Regions from separate parts of the Canis lupus genome. Here region 1 is linked to region 2. A link is a contact called in public Hi-C data. All regions are on one chromosome and are shown on one strand. The core of a region is the stretch at or near the end of the contact, and the rest is flanking DNA. Distances in the headings are between cores, read along the strand shown.

What was found. Hi-C and Micro-C count contacts between places; a contact is called where the count stands out from the background.
Region 1: a contact with region 2 is called in a Hi-C map of skin fibroblasts, with 4 times the contacts expected there. The contact joins the enhancer-like site here to the promoter of SLC44A3 in region 2. A contact is called at or near these places in 6 of 9 Hi-C or Micro-C datasets (amygdala, blood and skin fibroblasts).

The regions. Positions count from the first base shown.
Region 1 is chr6:55,218,667-55,226,353 of UU_Cfam_GSD_1.0, forward strand. No RefSeq gene overlaps it. Among named protein-coding and RNA genes, the nearest start is that of F3, 19 kb to the left of the region's middle. Within about 2 kb of position 4,970, at least 2 of the 20 cell types and tissues checked have an H3K27ac peak or open chromatin away from gene starts, as enhancers often do.
Region 2 is chr6:54,979,786-54,986,826 of UU_Cfam_GSD_1.0, forward strand. SLC44A3 (choline transporter-like protein 3) reads right to left here and starts at 3,734. Exons shown (of 16, transcript XR_005361189.1): 1 at 3,664-3,734; 2 at 3,069-3,176. It overlaps LOC119872262 (a long non-coding RNA gene), which reads left to right and starts at 2,658. Exons shown (of 3, transcript XR_005361191.1): 1 at 2,658-3,105; 2 at 3,947-4,086; 3 at 4,587-5,982.

The DNA of each region.
Region 1 (7,687 bases), core at 3,720-6,219, 240 kb after region 2:
GGGGTGCAAGCGAGCAGGTGCACGGCGGGGGTGGGGGTGGGGGGGTCGGTGCCGCGGTCCCGCCGGCCTGCCCTCCCCGCGCTCCCCTGCAGCTCCCCGGCGGCTGCCCTGCTGCAGGCCTGCAGCACACGCAGAGGGGGGACTCTGTGCCATCGGTCTCCCTCGGGTCTCTCGGGGAGTCCTAACAGAGATGGCACGTCTTTCGTGGGGATCCACGAAGTTCCAAGGAAGAGGCAGGGGATGCTCACCCGCTGTCTCCGCCCACGGGGGTCTCCCCCGCGGCCGCCTTCTCCCGGGGGCACCTGCCCCCCCACCCCACCCCCATTAACGGCCTCCGCAGCCCGTGCAGCCCGTGCAGCGGTTGTGATTTTCATCTAACACTTGGATTTCATTTTAATGGAGTTTCCCTTTCCACCGGCCGGTAGGAACCTTCCTGGGCGATCTGGCGATGCCCTGGGCCGCCCCCGGGCCCCAGGTCCCCTCTCTCTAGCCGGGGGCGAGGAGGATGCGGGCCCTTCCCCCCCCCCCCCCCAGTTGCTGAGGGAGCCCCTTGCACCTGCTGTCTGAGCGCCAGCCCTGTGCACCCAGGAAGGGCGCGCTGCCCGGCATCGGGGCATCAGCTACGACCGCAGGCCGGGGGGGGGGGGGGGGGGGCACCCCGCAGAAGCAGCACAGGTGGCTCGTCCAGAGGACACCATCCCACCATTCCCGCTGCAAACAGGACCCTAAAGCTCACTTAGTCAAAGTGTCAGTGCGGCGTCTTAATGTTTTACCAGGAGTCCCCCTCTTCCCTCACCAGCTGCTGCGGAGGCAGAGGGGGCTTGCTCGGCCCTAAGTCCGGCCGCAGCAGGTCGGGGTCCGCAGGGCTGGCCCGGCCTCCCCGGGCGCCCCAGCCCCACCCATACCGCTTGCTCTGCCCTTCTCCAGATCCGCCCCCCCAACAGCCGGGCCCCACGATTTCCTTCTAAAGGGAAGCCGCGTGTGCACAGCTGATCCCCTGGGGAAATGTGTTCTTGCTGGATACTTCTAAACCAGCGCTTTGTCCTTTTTTTTTTTTTTTTTTTAAGGTAACTTATTTATTTAAGACACAGGGTGAGTGAGAGAGCACATGAATAGGGGCAGAGGGCGAGGAGAAGCAGACTCCCCGCCACGGGGCCTCCATCCTGAGCCTACGGGGTCGTGACCCGAGCCAAAGGCAGACAGGCCACCGTCAGAGCCACCCAGTGCCCCGCCCCCCCACCCCCCCCACCCCCACACACTCCCCACCCCCCCCCCCCCCCCCCACACCCCCCCACCCCCCCCCCCCCCACACACCCCTACACCCCCCGCCCTCGCTTTGCTCCAATGTTAGCTTAAGCCAATGGCTCTCAACAGGCGGGGATCCCCAAGCCGGCAGCATTAGCATCACCTGAGAACCCGTGAGAAAAGCAAATCTATAGCCCTGACCTCAGGCTTACTGAATTAGAAATCTGTGCTGCTTCCCCCTCAATTTATTTTTAAGATTTTATTTATTCATGAAAGACAGAGAGAGAGAGAAGGAGAGAGACGCAGGCAGAGGGAGAAGCAGGATCCATGCAGGGAGCCCGACGCAGGACTCAATCCCCGGTCCCCAGGATCAGGCCCTGGGCTGAAGGCCGCGCTAAACCACTGGGCCACCAGGGCTGCCCCCCCACCACCCAATTTTATTGAGAAATCATTTATATACGTCGCTGTATAAGTTTAGGGCGTGCAGCATGCTGGTTTGATTTTCTTATGTTGGGAAATGATTATCGCCATGGGTTTAGTTACCATCCATCATCTCATACTGATGCAATTAAAAAAAATTTCTGGGCAGCCTGGGTGGCTCAGTGGTTTAGCGTCGCCTTAGGCCCAGGGAGTGATCCTGGAGACTCGGGATCGAGTCCCACGTCGGGCTCCCTGCATCGAGCCTGCTTCTCCCTCTGCCTGTGTCTCTGCCTCTCTCTCTCTCTCTGTGTGTGTGTGTCTCCCATGAATAAATAAATAAAATCTTAAAAATAAAAAAAAGTTTTCTCCTTGTGTTGAGAACTCTGAGGACCGACCCTCCTAAGAGCGTTTCTGTGCATCTCACAGCGGTGCTAGCTGGTCAGCCTGGCGTGCAGGGTCCCACCTCCCCCAGGGCTGCGTCTGTCTCCTCACTGGGACTTGGTGCCCTTTGGCCACCTCCTGCCAATCCGCTCTCCCCTGCCAACAATTCTCACCCAACCGCAGGTCTGACCTCTTTCTCTAGGATGCGGCAGCGGTGGTGTGAGATTACACGTGTATATGAGCTCATACAGTATTTGTGTTTCTCTGACTTATTCCACTGAGCATAATGCCTTCAAGGTAGACCCATGTTGTTGCAAACGGTAGAATGTTCTTGGGGGGTTTTTTATGGCTGAGTAAATATTTCATTGTGCCACAACCTCTATATTCATCCATCCATCAATGGACACTTATGCTGTTTCCATGTCCTTATGTTGTTTCCATGTCTTGGCTGTTGTAAATAATGCTATGAACATGGGGTGCAGACATCTTTCTCGAGTTAGTGATTTTCTTTCCTTTAGATACATTCCCAGCAGTGGAATTGCTGGATCAGATGATATTTCTATTTTTTTAGATCTTTTGAGAATCCTCCATACTGCTTCCTACAGTGGCTGCACCAATTTATATTTCCACCAACAGTGCACAAGGGCTCCCTTTCCTTTTCCACTTGCACCCCAGCATTTGTTATCTCTTCTCTTCTTGAGAATGGCCATTTTAACAGGTGTGAGGTGATGTCTCATCATGGTTTTAACTTGCATTTCCCTAATGACTAGCCACACTGTGCACCTTTTCTTGTACTTGTTGGCCATCTGTATAGCTTCTTTGGAAAAATGTCTATTCAGGTTCCTTTGTCCATTTTTTGGTTTTTGGTTTGTTTTTGATGTTGCACTATATGAGTCCCGTATATATTTTGGATATTAACCCCTCATCTGGTACATGGCTTGCAAATATTTTCTTTTCCCATTTGGTAGGTTGTCTTTTCATTTTGTTGGTGGTTTTCTTTGCTGTGGAGAAACTTTATATTTTAATGTAGTCTCACTTATTTATTTTTTATTTCGTTGCTTGTGCTTTAGCTATGATTTCCAAACATGACTAAGGAGCTTTGTTCCTATGTTTTCTTCTAGGAGTTTCATTACATGTACAGGTCTTATATTTAAGTTCTTAATGCATCCTGAAGTAATTTTTGTGAGTAGTACTGGAGTGGGAGAGCTAGGTTCTGTGTCAGAGTCAAAGAATGAATCTCTTGGATGAAGGAGAGTAAAGCAATAGAAGTTTACTAAGCAAGGATGCAGAGGGAGCTCTCAGTAGTGAGAGGGGTCCCGAGAGAGTTGCTACCAAAGGCTTTTAGGCTGGTCTCTTATTGAAAACTTGACCAGGGAGCATAATTATGGCCTTGAAATTCTTATGCCATCTTAGTTTGAGCAAGGACTATTGATAACACCCTTAATGACTTACTTCTTTGTGGTCTGGTCATTTTCTGTGATTATATTGTAGACTCCACCCCCCCCAAAAAATAAACATACATAAATAAAATAAAATAAAATAAAATAAAAATGAAAAAAAGGGACATCTGGGTGGCTCAGTGGTTGAGCGTCTGCCTTTGGCTCAGGTTGTGATCCCGGGGTCCTGGGATCGAGTTCTGCATCAAGCTCTTGCATGGAGCCTGCTTCTCCCTGTGCCTGTGTCTCTGTCCCTCTCTGTGTCTCTCATTGATAAAAAATAATAATAATTAAATAAATAAAAATATATTGTAGCCCTCAAAGGAAAATGCTCCCTAGCATCCAGGGCCAGGTGGTCTGATCTAATCCCTTATCTCCGGTTTCCTTACATCTCAGCATTTTGGGATTTCTATGAGCCTAATTCCATGGCCCTCTGTCTCTACTTGCCTAGCGCTGCCTGTCCCTTACTCAGTATAAGATAGGGGGATCAGCAATCTGTGCTGTAACAAGAAGCCCTCCAAGTAATTTTAATACCCAATAAATTTTGAGAACCACTGGCTTAATCTAATTTTTACTGCAGTAAGAGTAGAGCTATAGCCCTACATGGGGTATTTCCAGCTCTTGTAGAGGTCAGAATGCAGCTTGCTGTGAGGCCAAAATCAAAGTACTATATAAAGCCCAGATAAAATTCTCCATGTGTAGACTGTGCACTGCCTAGGTGAGCGTTTGTCACATAGGAGTCTGTTAGCATTTTCCCACTTGCCAGGAACAGAAACTCTTTCAAGAGGACTTAAATGAAATCAGGAAGCCTGTCTTCTCTCTTGTCAAGTGCACTAATTGGCCTGAAGCTCTTCGGTTCCTTTTAGCCTCAATTACGTGATTATACGTTATTAGAGCATCAATAATGAACAATTAAAAATAACACTCTTCCTGTGGGGAAATAAAAATACTAAAAAAAAAAAAAAAAAAATCCAAGAATTTTGAAGCTGAGAAATTGCAACTCATCTTGAACATGCGAAATGTAATAAACTTTAAGGAGGGTTCTGAAAAAAAGCTTTAAGGAAAGGGTCTTGACATGACATTCTCTCTCCAACGTGATTTTCAGAAACCACCAAGAGAACTATGCTCCATCTGCAAAGCAACTCCTGTTTCCTGAGCATGTGTCAAGCCAGAGAATTAGAAATGTAGCTTTCAGAGAGGCAGGAAGTGCTTTCCCTTCCGTCACAGCAGGAGAGGGAAGTGTGGTTTATAACTAAGATTGTGGCGCCATCTTCTGGATTGGTAACTTCTAGAATGTTTCTAGACCGGGTTCTAAAAGAAAGGAGTCCCCAAACCCAACACCGGTAAGTGATGAAGAATGAAGGCATCTGGCGGGAGGGTGGGCCCGAATCACTAGACCAGAGCACCTTCCCCAACCTGCTGCAACTCTACCTGCGGTGGTCTCTCGAGTCCAGAGCTAGAGTTCCACTCCAGCTCTTGCTCCTTCCCGTGGACTCCGGGTTCAGCAGCTTTGGCACCATTTGAGAGCTAGTGAGAGATGGAAATTCTCAGGCCCCAATCCAGACTTACTGAATCAGAATCTGCATTTTCCGGGCGACGTGTACACTCCCCGCAGTCTGAGAAGCTCTGTTCTATGTGCTTTCCTAACCATTCAGTCCCCTCTGCCCTGAGTTCACGAATGCAGGGCAGGGGATACAGGATGAAAAAGGAAGACAGACACCTCACTGATGGATAGAATTACACAGACTTGATAAAATATGTCATTTATTAAACTTAAATATCTGCAAGTTATTAATCCATGCCAAAGGTAAAAGCAGAGCCACGATCATATTGCAAAGATTACACTTTCCAAAGATGGACTTTGCCATTTTCCAGAGACGAGACTTCGAGGACCCCTGCCTTATCTGCAGCTCTCTGAACCCCAAAAGCTTTCCTGCCTCTATTCCATTGATTCACATGCCTTGCTTCTACCTACCCCTCCCCCCTTCAAGGCAGTTCATAGTGTTCCCTGGGTCTCAGCCAGAAGCTTTCCTCTCCTGGATTCCCAGCACTCTCCCCACCACCTCGTTGTACAACCTTACACTCCTTCTTAGGACCCTTAATGTTGTACAAAATAGTTCTTTACCCGTCTTGGCTCCTTTTCCAGATCATAACTGCCTTTGAAAAAACCATGAATTTGAATTCACTCACTTATTCATTAATTTATTTTAATACTAAGCACCTACTATGTGCCAGGCATTGTGGGTTTGATCGAAACACAACGAGCACAATCCCAGCATTTTCAGAGCTCATTACGTTTGTAGGGTAAAATGTCAAACAGGTAATGGTAACAGAACAATTGATAATAATACGATAGGGAAAGTATAGGGTATTTGGGGGAACTCATATGGGGCCATCTAACTTAGACTCAGAAGGGCTATTTAAAATCTCAGCTAAAGGACACAGTTAATCAGTCAAAGGGGGAGATGGGGAGGGGTAATTGGGAGGAGCGCTCCAGGAAGAGGGAATGCTCGCATCACTAAAGCCACAACTGGGGCATCAGATACCACCCCAAATAAAGTGTATTTGACAATGTTTGGTGTTTGTGTTGCCTCAAACATCTCAAAGAGAAAGCAATTTGGCAAAATGGCTAGAGTTAATTTATCTTTAAAAACATATCTTTTTAAGAAAAGACAGCTTTTAAAGTATTGGTTAAAGGTATTTTTAAGTTGAGGATGACTGTGAATTTTTTTTAAAAAGCATTTTCAGAAAACCAGAATGACCAGATCATGGAGCCTGCTCTTCCATTCCAAGAATGGAAAGCAAATGGAGCTTTACCTGCAGTAACAGAAAGTTCCATGAGGCATCATGAATCTGGTCATAATCCCTGTGAAATAATGTGCTGTAGAGAACATCCTAAAATCATGGTCCAATTATTCACTTTGAGTTTTCTTAAATATATTACTCTCTTTATTGCTAAAATAAGCTTTTGGAGGGAAAGTATATACAGAGGGACATAAAAAAGTCTTCATGGTTTTCCAGTTAGAAATGAAACATGTGTCTCTCCTCTCCTTCCCAAGACCCCCCTAACACCATACTAAGTGAACTTAAAAGATTTAAATCCATAGGAACAATGAGAAAAGACAAGAGGAAATTAATGGAGTAATGATTTCAGTAAATAATGGACAAAGGCTTAGAAAATGTTTGTACATGGACGAGGGAGCCATACTCTATCTGCATGTGCATTGGAAAGGGGAGAAAGATTAATTGCCTTTCTAGAGATCTCTAGGACTTGCCAGATATGGCAGAGGAGAATCCTGAGAGAGACAGGGGTGGGAGAAAAAGTCTCCACAGCAAATCTGATATTCAGAAAATAAATATAAGAGGCCAATGACTATAAGAAAAATTTTAAGGAAAAATTATCTAAAATTTAAATTTGGCATGCCGGGGATGCCTGGGTGGCTCAGTGATTGAGCGTCTGTCTGCTTTTGGCTCAGGACGTGGTCCTGGAGTCTAGGGATCGAGTCCCGCATTGGGCTCCTGGCAGGAAGCCTGCTTCTCCCTCTGCCTGTGTCTCTCTATGTATCTCTCATGAATGAATAAATAAAGTCTTCAGAAAAAAATTTTAAAAATAATAAATTTGGCATTCCAGCTGACTTCCCACCAGTATAACAGAGTAAGGATATTTTCAGATATACAAGACTTCAAAGAATTTTCCTCCCATGCACCCTGTCCAGGAAGCCACTGTAGGACATGTTCCACTAAATAAAGGAATAAATCCAAAACAGAAGGATCCAGTGCAAGAGAGCTCCGTGTCGGGCTGGCAGCTTGGCCGGCCTCCAAAACTAGAGGGAAGCAAGAACACAGAAGACCCCAGGAAGACCCCATTGAAATATGCCTCTGAAAGCCTTACTTTCTGGAAAGTAAGAAGACATTAATATGGTGGCACAACTAGAAATAATAAAGGAGTACCTGTTATGATCATTACGGCAGATGGCGCAAGGTTAAAAAAAATGAAGTCTATCAGACTAGAGAGAAAAGACAGTAAGAAAGGAGCCCTGTTCTCTACTTGACTCTGCAATGAACCATATCATACATTCATCAGAAAACAAACACCGATTGTTAATTTAAAAGGATTTAACTTGAACTTCTGCTGTATTTTATTGGTCACAGAAATATTCTATAAACAGGCCCGAGATGGTCCCTCTAAATTAGCCTCCAATGGC
Region 2 (7,041 bases), core at 2,484-4,983:
GTGCTAATGGGCCATCCCCTGGGACTGCACCTTCCTGCAACGCAAGTTTCCCAGCTTACAACACATAGCATTTAATGATTAGTACCGACAGGATCATTCCAGGAGTGAGGATAGGGAACACCACTCAGTAAAATATAGTAATGACACCCCATGTTCCAAAGGCACGTTGTCCCAAAGTCAATATGTTGCAGATATTCCTCATTCACTACTAATTTAGGAATCAAAATAACAGTCTTGAAATGCCCGGTGTGTACCAGAGACTGTTACTATGGGTAAAAATGAACTAGACCCAGGGCTTGCCTTCAAGGAACTCAGCCCAGAAGATGGGCAGGCTCTCTATCCCTGTCCCTCCCCAGCACCTCCTCAGGCTTATGGTCAGATTTTAGGATGAGAGTGTCACCTTTGCTGGTGGGCAGTTCACTCACCCTGTACTGCGGGGTGGGTGGCTGCGCACCCACATGGCTGGCAGGCCGCTGACCTGCCCTCTCAGCTTGTCATGTGGGAAGATCCTGCCTGAGTCTGGACTTGGAGGGAAGGGATCCTGTGCTGCCGCCCCGCTCACCAGAGAGCTAATAATGAAGGGGCATTTTCTGTTTATCAGCATTCTTTATGTTACTATCTCCTTTGGGAAGCTTGTGGGAGGAGTGGAAGTTTTAGGGCAGGAGCGGTTTCGTTCACACTGAGTCCCTGCCGTACTACTACTACCTGAAACTATCAAACTCTGTTCTGATTTCATACACACAATTAGAATTCCATATGATGGGTGACACATGAGTGGATACCAGGTATGGTGAGGCTACCAAGGAGGTCACTATCAACTGTGCCAGGGAAGATCCAGAAAAGTCTTACAAAGGAACAAGAGATGGCAGGTAGGGAAGGATACTGCAGAGGTAAGTAGAGCCAGACATGGTCCAGAAGTTGAGAGATTCTGTTCTGCGTATCTTAGGCAGATATAAACAAAGGCTAGCACCCTTTGTCTTTGCAGTAGCCTGCACTTGCCCATAATTCTGGCCCCTCACCCTAAACCCTAAACCTCCTTTGTCCAACACTAAGTCAGGGCAGCACCATCAATAACCGCATCTAGCATATGCCTGGTTACAGGTCAGGATGTCAGAAGACCAGGAAGCTGAGCAGCAGAGGCAGAAAATACTCCCTGAAGTATCTGTGGTTAAAAAATGTTGCAGAAGATAGGAAAAGCCAGTCAGCTTGAAGGACTCTCGCTACTCAAATGCAATACAGTAAAGAGAAGGCGGGCACTGAAGCCTTCAAAATTATTCTGCAATGACATGTAATTTGAAAGCAGCTTCCAATGTCCACAATAGCCAAACTGTGGAAGGAGCCTTTGGTGTCCATCGAAAGATGAATGGATAAAGAAGATGTGGTCTATGTATACAATGGAATATTCCTCAGCCATTAGAAACGACAAATACCCACCATTGCTTCGACGTGGATGGAACTGGAGGGTATTATGCCGAGTGAAATAAGACAATCAGAGAAGGACAAACATTATATGGTCTCATTTATTTGGGGAATATAAAAAATAGTGAAAGGGAATAAAGGGAGAAGGAGGAAAATGAGTGGGAAATATCAGAAAGGGAGACAGAACATGAAAGATTCCTACTCTGAGAAACGAACTAGGGGTGGTGGAAGGGGAGCTGGGTCGGGGGTGGGGGTGACTGGGTGACGGGCACTGAGGTGGGCACTTGACGGGCTGAGCACTGGGTGTTATTCTGTATGTTGGCAAATTGAACACCAATAAAAAATAAATTTATAAAAAAGAAAGAAAGCAGCTTCCAGCTGTGTGCCATCTCTCAGATGGTTCATAATTCTTCAGACTGTGATGGGCCATCAACAAATCTCCCCACCCCCGTGGCTGTCGGGCTGAGGGTTTGGTCGTGGATGTACTAGGTCTGAAGCCTGGAAGGGCCAGGGGAGATCCCTGAAGAACATGAACAGCCTTAGGTCCACGCTGCCCGGTGCCTGCAGGCCCGCTGCTCCCTGCATTTGCACAACAGGAGGCCAGGAGAGCAACAGCAGCCACCTGTGGGCAGTTAGGGAGGAGGTGGTGAAGGTACACACTCTCTCTCTCAGAGGACCAGGGAATGACAATGCACAACATTCAGTTCACCTTTAAGACCCAACCTTCCCCCGTACCTGTAACCATGTCTGTCATGAGAAACCAGTAGGTAAAGTGAACAAGTGAATTCAGGCCTTTCGAAAGAAAGAGGGACTTGGAAAGAGGAACAAACATGGTGTTTTAGAGTCTATTTAAATTGAAATCTTTGCAACAAAGCTAATTACTATGAGGCAGCTCTTATGCTGCTTTATAAATTAATCATTAACCTTGCAGCAAATAGCATGCCTCAATCTAGACCGGATGACTGCAGGAATCTGATCTTTAAAGAAGCTGAGTGGGGCTCCTTTTGCTGTTACCTACAGCTCTAAAATAAGTATCAAAGTGTCAAGATTTAGCTGCCAAGAGACTAAAGGGACGGGACTAAAATGACACGGCCTGATGAGGTCTACCAGCAATCCCGCACAGCTGGAAACTAGAATGGGGAAAAAATCATTACCTAACTCGAGAGTTTACACCCAAGGCTGGTTTCCTTGTCAGCTGCTACATACAGCCGCCGACAGTGTGTATGTTATGTGTTCAGCTAAAGGGAGAGCAGTTTATTTCTAGGCTCACTCTAGATTTTCCTGTATTAGAAGAACAGCAAACAGTTGACAAATATTTTGTTTGGGGGCTGAGATGGCCAGCGAACTTGCAGGCAGTGAGCCCAGATGACCACACAATCCTGCCACGGGGTTCCCACTTCCTCCTGGAGGCCGCCCTAGAACGGGGCCTGCAGCAATGGGCAGCCCCTCCAGTTTAGCCACGTCCCCTGGGAGGCACAACCCAGGACCGAGGTTTGCTCCGGAGGATCGGCTGGCGCGTCTCGCGGTAGCACAGCCCGGGGCCCCTGCACCACCTGCAGCCCGGGCCTCCCCACGATCGCGAGTCCCACCTGGGCACAGTCACTTCGGGACCCACGCAGGCTCTCTTCCTCCTAGGCACCCACACTCACCAGACCAGTCCAGAAGAGGAAGAACAGGAACAGCCAGGTCGTATCCGTGCACTTCCTATAGAGCTGAGGTCTCCACTCCCTTGGCCGGGGGGTTCTCTCTGCAGAAGCCTTCCAGACCAAAAAAAAAAAAAAGGGGGGGGGGGAGTGGGGTGAGGTGGGGGACGTGGGGAGTTGAGGAAAGAGGATAAATAATCATATGGGTCCCAACCCGAATCCAAACATACTGAATGCTGCTCAAAGTAACTTTTCTTTTTCCATTTATTTATGTATTTATTAATTGTTTTTTTGAGCGTTGCTCCCCGAAGCTTTCCACGGAGCCTCTGAAGCCCCTGCTCCGTGCGCAGCGGCCCGGGGGGGGGGGTGGTCCCCGCGCGCAGTCCTCACCTGGAGGTGCACCTGCGCGGCGCAGCCAGCCTCCGCCCCGGCACCAGGTGGGGTCCCCGCTCCCCTCCCCCCCTCCAGGTGCGCCCCGGGACTCGGGGGCGCCGGGGCGGGGGCTTTAGCCGCGGGCGGGGGAAGGCGGCGGCGTGCCAGGAGGTCGCCCGAAGCGTCCCCCCGGGCCCCCGGGTCCCCCCCATCCCCGGCGGTGGCTCACCGGGGCCGGGGCTCCGGGGCGCTGCATCCTGCGCTGGGCCGGGCCGGGACTGGCGCGGACGCGGGCCCCGCGGGGGGAGCCGGGCCGGGAAGGGGCGCAGCGCCGCCTCGCGGAGCCGCCGACCGTCGCTGCCCCGCGGGTGCGGCCCTGGCCCCGACCGCCCGCGCCGGGGAGGCCCGGGTCCCCCCCCCCCGCCCCCCAAGCGCAGCCCAACCCCGTGAACCAGCCCCCCTGCGGCCCGCGCGGCGCACGGTCACCGCCAGCCCCCCCCTCCCCCCCGCAGTGCCGCTGACCTGCAGCCGCGGGCAGGTAGCGCTCGACCCCGGGCCTCAACAAGGCTGAAGGCATTGCTCTCCGCGCAGCCATGAGGGAAACTGAGGCACGGGGCAGCCGTGATGGGACACGCCCGATGAGACACAGCCAGTAAGCTGTAGAGCTCGGAGTTGAACCCAGGCCCTTTCAAAGTGGTTCCTTGCCAACGCGGCGGTGGGGGGCGGGGGGGGGCTGGAGCAGCATGGGTCAGGAAAGATGGCATGAAACCAAGGAGAAATATCAGAGCATGAACGATATGATTGGAAAGAATGTTCATTGGCGCTATTTACTAACAACGTGGGATGAAGGTAGTAGAACAGGTACAGCTGAAGAGGAATTGGTGATGGGAAGAGCAGTTTCAGCAACTCTCCAGAGGCAGCAGGAAAAGGTTGGAAAAAAAGAGGAAATAAGGCAGCTTATTTTAAATTTCCTAATTAATAACAAGGATAGAGCTAGGACAGAAAAGCAGTGATATAAAGATGGAGAGGGGGAAATATTTGAAGACCTAATGGCGATAAATTTCAAGGCTGAAAGAAGTAAATAAGCCTTTATTACTTGGACAGATCTCATGGCAAATAAATATCTCCAAATATCTTTTTCATTTGTTTTAGGAATTTCCTAAAAATCCATTTATTGGAGCAATGGACCGACCAGCTACCCAACTAGTTCTCATCAGGATAACAGTTCCTACTCTGACCCACGAATCATCAACTCACTTATCACATGACTGTGGCCTTCAAGACTCACTTGGAACCCTCCCCTTGCCTGTCCAGCAATCCTCAACTATTGCATAACCAAGTTGCCCAAGCTAATTAGCCTGTCTACATTAAAGGATGCAGGGTCTATGGTAGACCCTGAGAAATCTATAAATATCTCACCTTGAAACACATCAAACATGCTTCTATTAATAAATTTATGATAGTACAAATAAATAATAAATGATAAAGCCTCATTGATTGCCTTTAGAAGTGTCTAGGGGTCAGACTCATTATTTTTGAAAACTGGTTAAGGAAAGGAAAAGAAGCACATATCCCGCCTCTCCTATATGAACTATACTTTAGGGTAATCACATAACTAATAAAGAACATTTCTCTTCATAGAAATATTCTGGCTTATATAAGTGCAGAAGGAATTATAGAATTTAGGATATCATAGTCTGCCAAACATGACAACGAAGGGACAATCAGACATCAGTCTTCCATCCGTGGAGTGCACATTGCCACTTGTAAGGTACTCAACCCGCAAAGTCTGCACGAATCTACCAATTTATAAGAAATAGAGGAAACAGGGTAGCCCCGGTGGCTCAGCAGTTTAGCGCCGCCTACAGCTCAGGGCATGATCCTGGAGACCCAGGATCGAGTCCCACATCAGGCTCCCTTCAAGGAACCTGCTTCTCCCTCTGCCTGCGTCTCTGCCTCTCTCTCTGTCTCCTCTCTGTGTATTCTCATGAATAAATAAATAAAATCTTAAAAAAAAAAGAAATACAGGAAACAGAGGAACAAGTCAAATGATACCACATGGATTCCGTCAGCAAAACCAAGATTGGGAGAGTCCCAGACACATGACCTAGTTTTAACATCATCCACAACAGTAGCAGCAGCAAAGGTTATATGGGAAAAAAAGACAGAGGAGAAACCTATAAATTAAAAGACACTTGGGAGGTATTTTAACACATAACAGAAGACATTGGTTAGCTCCAGATTAAACCAACTGGAAAAAATAAAAGGAAAGACCTTTTAGAGGACTGATTGGATATTTGATAATTTGAAGTAGTTTATATTAAGGAATTTGAGGGTCTGATATCATTAGTGTCAAATTTAAGGAGAGTCATTATCATTTAGATTTGCATACTAAAACTTCTACAAAATAGCCAGCTGTCTGGGATTGCTTCACAAAATCCAGGGCAATCATTTTCTTACACCATACACAAAAATAGACTCAAAATGGATGAAAGACCTAATGTGAGACTGGAGTCCATCAGAATCCTAGAGAAGACCATAGGCATCAACCTCTTTGACCTTGGATACAGCAACTTTTTGTTAGACACGTCTCCAAAGGCAAAGGAAACAAAGGCAAAAACGAACTATTGGGATTTCATGAAGATAAAAAGCTTCTGCACAGTAAGGGAAGTGGTTGACAAAACCAAAAGACAACCTACAGGATGATAGAAGATATTTGCAAATGTCTTATCAGATGAAGGGCTAGTATCCAAGATCTATAAAGAACTTAACCAACTCAACACCCAAAGAAAAAATAATCCAGTTAAGAAATGGGCAGAAGAAATGAACAGACATTTCTCTAAAGAAGACAAACAAATGGCCAACAGACACATGAAAAAATGCTCAACATGACTCGGCATTAGGAAAATGCAAATCAAAACTACAATGGGATACACCTCACACCAGTCAGAATGTCTAAAATGAACAAGTCAGGAAACAGATGTTGGTGAGGATGCGGAGCAATGGGACCCTCATACACTGTTGGTGGGAATGCAAGCTGGTGCAGCCACTCTGGAAAATAGTATGGAGGTTCCTCAAAAAGTTGAAAATAGAGCTTCCCTATGACCCAGCAGTTGCACTACTGGGTATCTACCCCAAAGATAGAAATGTAGTGATCCGAAGGGGCACCTGCACCCTAATGTTTATAGCACCAATGTCCACACTAGCCAAACTATGGAAAGAGCCCAGATGTCCATTGATGGATGGATGAATGGATGAAGAAGACGTGGCATATGCATACAATGGAATATTACTCAGCCATCAGAGAAACCCGGAATCTTGTCATTTGCAATGACGTGGATGGAACTAGAGGATATTACGCTAAGTGAAATAAGTCAATCACAGAAAGACAATTGTCATATGATCTCACTCATATGTGGGATTTAAACAAAACAGAGGATCATAGGGGAAGAGAGGAAAAAATAGAACAAGACAAAATCAGGGAGGAGACAAACCATAATAGACTCTTAATCATAGGAAACAAACTGAGGGTCGCCAGAGGGGAGAGGGTGGGGGGATGGGGTAACTGGGTGATGGGCATTGAGGAGGGCACGTGATGTGATGAGCA